Linked DNA regions of Mus musculus: regions 2 and 3 are each linked to region 1. The links are chromatin contacts, called in public Hi-C and promoter capture Hi-C maps. All regions are on one chromosome and are shown on one strand. Each heading gives the region's core, a stretch centred on a gene start, on an enhancer-like site or on the middle of the called end of the contact. The rest is flanking DNA. Distances are from core to core; before and after follow the strand shown.

Evidence for each region. Promoter capture Hi-C pulls out the DNA fragments that hold promoters and counts their contacts. A called contact is a pair of places that touch in the nucleus more often than the background predicts.
Region 2: a contact with region 1 is called in a Hi-C map of Th2 cells, with 2.5 times the contacts expected there. The contact joins the enhancer-like site here to the promoter of Ccn6 in region 1. A contact is called at or near these places in 1 of 39 promoter capture datasets (hippocampal neurons), 4 of 15 datasets of contacts at CTCF or cohesin (embryonic stem cells, large pre-B cells, pro-B cells and 1 more), 17 of 484 Hi-C or Micro-C datasets (CD4 T cells, the P5424 cell line, Th2 cells and 11 more), 21 of 115 datasets of contacts at active chromatin or transcription factors (the 230-238 cell line, the NIH/3T3 cell line, the SCID.adh cell line and 17 more) and 2 of 9 other capture datasets (embryonic stem cells and liver).
Region 3: a promoter capture Hi-C map of embryonic stem cells shows a contact between it and region 1, with 4 times the contacts expected there. The contact joins the promoter of Slc16a10 here to the promoter of Ccn6 in region 1. A contact is called at or near these places in 8 of 39 promoter capture datasets (the 3T3-L1 cell line, the C10 cell line, cranial neural crest and 4 more), 2 of 15 datasets of contacts at CTCF or cohesin (embryonic stem cells and pro-B cells), 3 of 115 datasets of contacts at active chromatin or transcription factors (T-cell acute lymphoblastic leukemia and embryonic stem cells) and 2 of 9 other capture datasets (embryonic stem cells and liver).

Annotation. Positions count from the first base shown.
Region 1 is chr10:39,162,222-39,165,176 of GRCm38.p6, forward strand. It overlaps Ccn6 (cellular communication network factor 6), which reads right to left and starts at 1,573. Exons shown (of 5, transcript NM_001127376.1): 1 at 1,372-1,573. The coding sequence starts at 1,419.
Region 2 is chr10:39,792,090-39,794,789 of GRCm38.p6, forward strand. The region is part of intron 3 of Rev3l (REV3 like, DNA directed polymerase zeta catalytic subunit); the gene reads left to right. Among named protein-coding and RNA genes, the nearest start is that of Rev3l, 61 kb to the left of the region's middle. Within about 2 kb of position 1,357, at least 33 of the 459 cell types and tissues checked have an H3K27ac peak or open chromatin away from gene starts, as enhancers often do. A contact at or near this core is called in the P5424 cell line, the SCID.adh cell line, T-cell acute lymphoblastic leukemia and 3 more, where this site is marked.
Region 3 is chr10:40,140,991-40,143,757 of GRCm38.p6, forward strand. Slc16a10 (solute carrier family 16 (monocarboxylic acid transporters), member 10) reads right to left here and starts at 1,264. Exons shown (of 6, transcript NM_001114332.1): 1 at 713-1,264. The coding sequence starts at 1,046.

The DNA.
Region 1 (2,955 bases), core at 323-2,822:
CTCTTTATATTTCATAACATCCTCTTTCTCTGTTTTTTCTCTCTGTGAGATGAGTTGCCTCCTCTATCACACACTTCTGCTGCCATGCTGTGTCTCATCAGAGGCTGAAATGTCCAGCCAAGAACCATGAACTTAAACCGAGAGCCAAGATAAACCTTCCTTTAATTATTTTTCAGGTATTTTATCACCATGACCAAAACAAAGCAAAACAACAAACAAACAAACAAACAAAAAACCCACACATAATTAAGGCAAAATTAATCACGAATGATAATTTGTGGTCTAAGTACAATATCTCTTTGTATTTGCACTTGTTTTCTATTCTGTACATTTCTCTGTGTGCTAGAATATTTGCTGTTTAAGAACATGCTCTAAAAAAAACTAAAAAAAAAAAAAGAACATGCCCTAGTCCTCAGTTGACAGTAACCACCTGCCTCTCCTGAGAGTGTAGAACAGGAGAGAGCTGGGCACAGAGCTATTGAAGAAATGTCCTCCAGCTGTGCCAGCAGGAAGAACCCATCGCTGAGATCCTTCTTAGGAGCCTTCTGAAACCTCACACCTCTAGACGGTATAACAACTCCCCTTACTGTATAGAATACCTCTGCTGCCCCAGCCATGTTCAGCTCCAACTCCTTACCCTTCCATGTTTTCTATGTCACCGGAAGAGGTCAGAGCCAGCAGTGACCTTCATGTAAATAAATCAGCAAGTAACTCTGTCTGCTTTAATCTTCTCAATCAAAAACACTAAGGCAATGAATTGCTCATTTTAAATTAAACTTCATATGCTCTGCCCTCCGAATTATTTAGAGCTTCCACGGACAGATTCACTCACAAAAAGTGAAAGACCCAAGGCTTGAGAAAAGATAAAGTAAAAGTTTAACACTAAATGTTCCTTCCTAAGCGTTCCTTTCAAACAAGGACAGGCTTAGCTGGGGGAAAAAAAAAAAATCATTGCCAAACCCGTTTTTTTGCCAGGAGCTCTTTGCATGCTACAAGCTGTGAAAAGGCGAGCCCGCCTGCCCTTGTGTTCGCCCGCCCGCGCCTGCAACCTCTCATGAAGGGATCATGTTTACAGCTGTGGCCGTCAGTGCTACCCATCCGAGAGCTGGGGTGGACTGTGTAAATAGACATAAGGGAACACTAGTGGACTGTTCACACATTGCAAGAAGGCTTCAGTGTGTACACCTCAAAGGGGGAAGTGTCCAGCATCGAGACGAAACTCCCAAGCTAAAACTGAACGTTCTGGAAAGGAAAATGGCTCCCCATTTCTCATTAAATAATTACCCGTATATTTCCCCCATTTCTACCTTGCAGCTGTACTTTGGGCCTGGAGATGTACAGCTGGAGTCTGAATGTGAAACAAGGACTTACCTGTGTCAGCCCAGTCATGAGCAGAGTGCAAAAGAGGAGCCTACGCATGATGCCGGGAGGATGGAGAGATGGAGAAGCGCCAGGCACAAAGCTCCCCTGTCTCCTGCACAAGGAACCACGTCTCCACCTCCTGGGCTTCAGACTCCCGGGTTGCACTTTCCGTCTGAGGATCTGTCCCAGTGCCCTGCGGATTTCACTGGACTTCTAGAAGCTCCTTGGGTCTGCACGGTGTGCGTCAGGAGGGGCCAACACCTTCCTACAGGGACTCTGCGAGAGCAAGTGGAGGTTGTTCTCTGAGGGAGGACGGACATCCTGTTCTTGAGATCCAAGCCCGTCTTCCAGGAGTTGGGTGGCATTGGACATCTTTCCCACCTTGCCCTTGGTCTCTCTGATTTCTCTGCCGGGTGTTGGTCCAGTCTCTCCCCATTTCATGTCACTTGAGTTTCATGTCCTACCAACAGCAGATTCTAGAGGCCTTTCCTGAGCTGGTGAGCAGCCCCCACCCCATGTCGTCCTATACTCCGACACATCTCACCCCTGGGGCAATGGTAAGGGGTTAACCTAGTGGGTGTAAGTAGACTCCCCACAGCACATTTGCTTAAACTAGGCTCCTATCTGCAGTTGTAGTTTTGTGGGAGACAACAGAAAATTAACCCTAGGTTTCCCCAATTAGGTTTTCCCAATTAGATTTTCCCAATTAGAAAATTGGAGTGAGAATTTTTTTTAACATACGAAACACTACAAGATGCCCATTAATACATATAATTTTGTTTTTGTGTATCAGTTAAAACAATCTTTAAAACTCTAAAAAGTAAGTTACTCTGAATTTGAACCATTTCTCCAGAAACACACCATGTGTGCACACACATGTGGCCACCAGCCTGTCCCCTCCTGTGTTGTCACCAGGACAAGAGTTAAGAGTATCCATTTTAACCTTTGTTCTTTCTCTGTCCAAGTCTTGTCTTCCTGAAGATCCAGCAGGCGAAACCTACCTTCCCACAGCTCTTCTCCCTTTGGCCTGTCACGTGATCTACAGTGTCCGGGCCTCTTTCTTCCCACCCTTATGAGCATGAATTTAGCACATAAGTAAGGCCTCCCACAGCGGTGACCTCTGGGAGGCTGTGCTCCCACAGAGCCAATAGCACATGAGCATGCACACATCACAGTAGCCTGCAGCTATATGTGCACTGGGCCACCCAGATGGTACCCTTCTTAGTTAGGGGTTTACTGCTGTGGACAGACACCATAACCAAGGCAACTCTTATAAGGACAACATTTAATTGGGGTTGGCTTACAGTTCAGAGGATCAGTCCATTATCATCAAGGTGGGAGCATAGCAGTATCCAAACAGGCATGGTGCAGGCATCTCAAGGCAAACAGGAGAAGACTGACTTCCACACAGCTAGGACAAGGGTCTTAAAGCCCATGCCCACAGTGACCCACCTATTCCAAAAAGGCCACACCTCCAAATAATGCCACTCTCTGGGCCAAGCTTATACAAACCTCACAGTACCCTTTTCATTTGCCACCCTAAGGTCTTGGATCAGTTAAATGTCTGGCAAATGGATCTTGAAGAAGGGCTTA
Region 2 (2,700 bases), core at 107-2,606, 630 kb after region 1:
ACTGTCGCTAAATTCATTTTATGTCTTTCCTTTTTGAGCTTGTGGTACTACTTAGGAAACCTTCAAATGACTGCATATGCTGGTTTCTGAGACTTTGACACCTCCTTTGATTATCCTCATACTTGCATGATCATTCATCTTGGTGCCGCTGCGTATTGTTGCTGTTTTTTCTTTCATATTGGTGATTGTTTCTTAGGGACTGCCTTTATGTCTTCATCTTCTCCCTTTTATATTTATATTATTTATTCATTTTTATGAATGTGACCTTTAAGTTAGTATGAATGTCTCAGTTTTCCTCTTGAGTTCCCAGTCAATACATGAAACCACTAACAGGGTAAATAGACTCTCAGTGTGCTTAAGACTGAGGACTCACAGAGAAGATGTGATGTCAGCTTTATAGCCTTTTCATTTTTGTTTGTGTGAGTTTAAAAAATACATTGTGGGCTGTGAATGTGAGTATAGGCGCCTGCAGAGGCCAGTGTCATTTGGTCCTGTGAAGCTGGAGCCACCCAGCGTGTGTGCTAGGAACCAACCTGGGTCCTTTGCAAGACTAATATGCCCTCTTAAGTACTGAGCCATTCCATCTCTCCAGCCCTTTTTGTGTGATCTTTAATACCATTTAAATTCTCTTGAAGATTCATCACTTCATTTATAAAATGTTAGCATGGACTTGTAGTAAGTTCTGCTTGAGGTTAAGCGTTTGTAATATATAACCTATTCAGTATATAGACCTCAAAAGTATGTTAGCTATGCCTTCAGTGTTAAAACATTATGATTGTTCCTGTTCATTTTCAGTGGGACCTCCGCTAGAATGTCCCACTATACTAAAACTAAGGACGTTTAGAGCTGTTTTTAATTTTTCTGAAACCAAAATGACAACCAAACCAAAACTACTTTTCTTTCATTCATTACATTTTCAATAAACACATGACCACCATTTGGCTTAATCTCAATTCTTCCCTAGCTTACCATCCATCTCCAGTCAGTTCCTCAGATGTGACCATGTCACCCTTACAGTTCTCCTGACTCTTTGGCAGATGTTTGTCTTATAACTATCAATCTAGGTTTTCCACTGTAGCCTCCTGATATGATTGTTTTGTTTGCCTGCTATTTACTTCTCCAGCAAATTATATACTGCTTCATATTTAAGTAGGATGACTGTAACCTGACTTCACATTTTAAGTAGGTTGTCTATAATCTGACTTCAGGCATTTCTTTCAGTTTTGACACTAGACTACATACAGTATCTATGGCTTCCCTTCCTGAATATACTGCTTTCTTATAACCTTTACTGTACCCTACTATGTTAATGTGAAACACTCTTCCCTCTCTTCAGAGAGTTGAACCTGTGGTTTGTTTAACTTCCTGCTTAGACTACTCACAGAGGCCTTCCGGAGACACCTCTGCCTCTCAGTTCTTGGCATAGGACTTTTTTTGATGTGCATTGTTGATGTTGCTTATGTTCCCTATTATGAAGGAACTAGCATTTCCATGGTAACACTGTCTCTAGTGGTGGACTTATGGTTGATATTTCTTTGGGGAATTTTTAGTGGTGTATATGAAGTTATTTCTGTATTTTTTTTTAATATTGGAAAGCAGAAAAAGATTTATCCAATGTTGCCACAATTGAGATGAGGGACCAAGACATCTAGCTAGGAAACCCTCTCCTCTTACATACCAGTTTATTTTCAACATCCTGAAGTAAGAGTAAACTTTAGAAAGTGAATATATACACATTTAAACAGTTTTACTCAAGGTGTGACACAGCCCACCATTGACCTCATTGACTAGGCCTGAGTTTCATCCTTTAAATTAGTCAGACACGTTGTTAGAACTGTGTGAATTCTTTTCTAGAGACAAGTTTCCTATACAGTTGGTGCCTTTTTCTTCCCCCAGCATGAAATTTCTAGGGGACTCCCTCCTCACTTTGGTAATTCTTTGTTTTAGTAGTCTGAGACTCAGTAGTGTGAGACTCACAAGTGTCTTTTTAAAATGTCTTCATTTGTCAAGACCAGTTACAGTTTTTCGTTTTCTGTTTAATACCTACATCTAAAAAGAATGCAAGTAGGAACTAAGGTTAGAACATGTTTAATTAGTGCCAAGTAGCCACGTATAAGAACCATTTTGGGGGGCTAGAAAGATGTCTCGGCAGTTAAAAGCATGTGTCGCTCTTGCAGCAGACCCAGGTTTGATTCCAAGCCACCCACATGATGGTTCATACCCATCAGTAGCTCCAGCACCATGGGATGTCCTCTGACCTCCATGCAAGTACACTTAGTAGACAAAAATATCTGAAAGGAAACACTTGTGCACAAAAAATAAGTTAAAAATTGTTTTAAATAAAAAAATTTGGAAAAAAAAAACCTGTTGGCTTTTAGTTACCTTTGGAAGGGCTGGCTCCATCTTGGTAATCTAAGATGGGATCTTGTTGGAAGCCTAGGCAGACCACAGGCCTCCTTCCTGCTTTGCCTTGCCGAGTGCTCAGAGTATAGGCAAGCACTGCCAGGCCTAGGATGAATTTCTCTAATGCTTTTCTTAGGTGGTTTTAATTTTTTCCCATTTAATCCATGAATTGTTTTTTTTCATTGAGAAAAATTCATTTTACTTTAAGACTGTGGTTTAAACTTTTAACTTGAAATAAAATACATATTTCTAGAAAAAATGAAATGAAAATTTTAAGTATTAGTGGGAATTTCTTTT
Region 3 (2,767 bases), core at 14-2,513, 980 kb after region 1:
TGAAATAATGGGGGAAATGTTATGCAGACGGTCCTAGACTTGACTTTTGCATAATCAGTCAGAAAGCATTTGACAAAAATGCGGAGTCTGCACCTTTTGCATTTTATTTCCACAAGGCAAAAAAAACGTCAACATAACAGAAGGTCCAACCCCTTATCTTCCTCTTACCATCCCACGTGGCTGCCTCCTATGCTGTCTAAATATAGTAGAGCGTGCAGAGAGACAACCGACTACCACTTTTAATGGGCTGCCTTTGGGACTCCCTGTGACCTTGGGATCCACTTTTCCATTTTGCCAATCTCCCGTCCTGGCCTGCGCTGCATCTACCCAAACACACCTTTCCTTCTGCAGCATGGCAGGCAGATAACCACACCACCGTGGCGGTCACAAAGCAGACTGTAAAAGTGATAATGCAGTGTTGTTGGTGCTGGAACGTTCAGTTTATTTCCCACCACTAAGAGGAAAGTACTGTGGATTCTTGGCGCCCACTGTGCAGAAAGGAGGAGTCCAAAGCCTCAGGCAGGTACAACTCTGCAACTTGCTTGCCTTTGGGTTCCATACAAAACTGGCAGAGGGAAGCCCCAAGCTGCAGGTTGCAAGTGAGACGGGTCAGGCTCAAAGCTCACACCCTCCCAACACAAGAGGACGCACCAAAAGCTCCCATTTCCCACCCCGCATGCCCTCCTCCCCTCGGCCCGCAGCAACGTCCCACCTGTCTTGAAGGCCATGTTGTCATCGTCCTTGGCCTTGAAGGTGTCCAGCATGGACACGAAGAGCACCCCGTAGGCGTTCTGGATGCCAAACACCGACCCGTTGCACCACATGGCCGCCAGCATCACCAACCAGCCCCAGCCGCCCTCGGGGGGAACGGGGGGCTCACTGCCCGCTGACCTCGTCAGCTCCACCTCCACTTTCTCTGCGGCCACGTCGGAGACATCCGAGGGTCCCGGGCCGGGCAGCGGAGCGTCATCCGAGGGCGCGGGCCCGGGCGGCTGCGCCTCGTTCGTCTCCCGCTCGGCGGCGGGCTCCTCCTGGGACGGCACCATGTCCCGAGGCGGCCCCGTCGGGCACCGAGAAAGCTTGCGGGCGCAAGGTCCCGGGGTGGCTCGCGGAGCCTGGGACAGCCGCGCGGACGGAGGAGGGAGGCCGAGGCGAGGACACTGGAGCCGCGGGCAGGCGGGCGGGCGGGCGGGCGAGAGGCGCACACCGCAGACACCGCCTAAGGCGGCCAGAGGACTTGACACACCGGCTGCCCCTCGCGCCTGATTACGCCGGCCTCCAGCCGCCTCTTAAAAGCGCCCCTCCGCCCTCCCGCACCGCCTAGGGGCGTGGCCACCAGAGGGCCTTACACCCTGAGCCCACAGGTGATTGGGCATCCGCAAGCGGAGGCTCCGCCCCGTGAGGGGTGTCCAATGACCGCCCGCGCGCGCGCGCTTGAAGGCGTGCCGCCAAATTAGCTACCTCCAGGAGTAATGTCACCTCCTCTCAGCATTAACCTTAGAAGTTCTTGGGGAGCGTCTCCTACGTGTGGCCTGCGAAGGTGATCAATCGATCAGGTAATGCTTACCCTCACTGGAATAGAGAGTCACAAATGACAGTTTAAATTTCATATTTGTTGTCCCTTTTGTGCTAGTTATAATATAAAAGATTCCTTATGCCACGTACCTACTTAAAAGGCAATTCAGGAATCAGAGACCTTGTTTAATTACTCCAATTCCGCGAACATACAGTTTGTTTTGAATACTTGGCACAATGAAGATGCTCATTTTGGAAGACAGACTGTGATTCTAAATTTTTCAACTAACAAACATTTTTGACGGGCAGCTAGAAAGCAATACTTTTAAACTTCACAAGTTGTCCTCACACTAAATAAAGAACCAACACTTATATTCAATTCCTCTGCCCCCTGAAGCATCTTATTCTGATGTATCTTCTTAATTTCTCAGATATTTAGATTACTCACTCCAAACAAAATCAAAATATGCTAGTTACTTAAGCACCAGTGTGGTGGGTTATACAATAACTGTGATTATCACATTCTTGCTTCTCTCTGTCCTAAACTAGTAAGTAAAAACAGTCCAGAAATAGAAAGTGGGGTGCAATAGGGTTAAACACTGGGACATCAGCTAGGAGGTAGGAGCACAAGCCTTGTATCCCAGTACTCCGGAAGCAGAGGCAGGCAGATCTCTGAGTTCTGGGCCAGTCTGGTCTACAGAGTGAGTTCCTGGACAGTCAAAGCTACACAGAGAAACCCTGTCTTGAAACCAACTACCCCCATACCCCCACCCCACCCCCCAAAAAAGGATAGTATGTAAGAAAGTAAGTTTGAGCTGAGCTATGATTAGCCACATGGTTCTGTGGACAAGGACAAGCAAAGAGCCTTCCAGCCAAAGAAACAGAGAAGAAACCAAAGACAGGGGAGGGTCCAGAGGAGTGTTCTGGGAATACAGGGCAATGTGGGTGCTTTAGAGATTAAGTTAAAATAGCACAATAGCTTGGATATATATTACCCCTCAAATTCTTTTGGTGTCTTAGTCACTGTCTATTGCTGTGAAGAGACACTGTGACCAAGGTAACTCTTTTTTTACAAAAAGCATTTAATTGGGGGCTTTCTTACAGTTTCAGAGATTTAGTCCATTATCATCAAGGTAGGGAGCTGTAATGGTTTGTATATGCTCAACCTAGGGAATGGCACTATTAGAAGATGTGGCCCTGTTGGAGTAAGTGTGCCACTGTGAGTATGGGCATTAAAACCCCTCATCCTAGC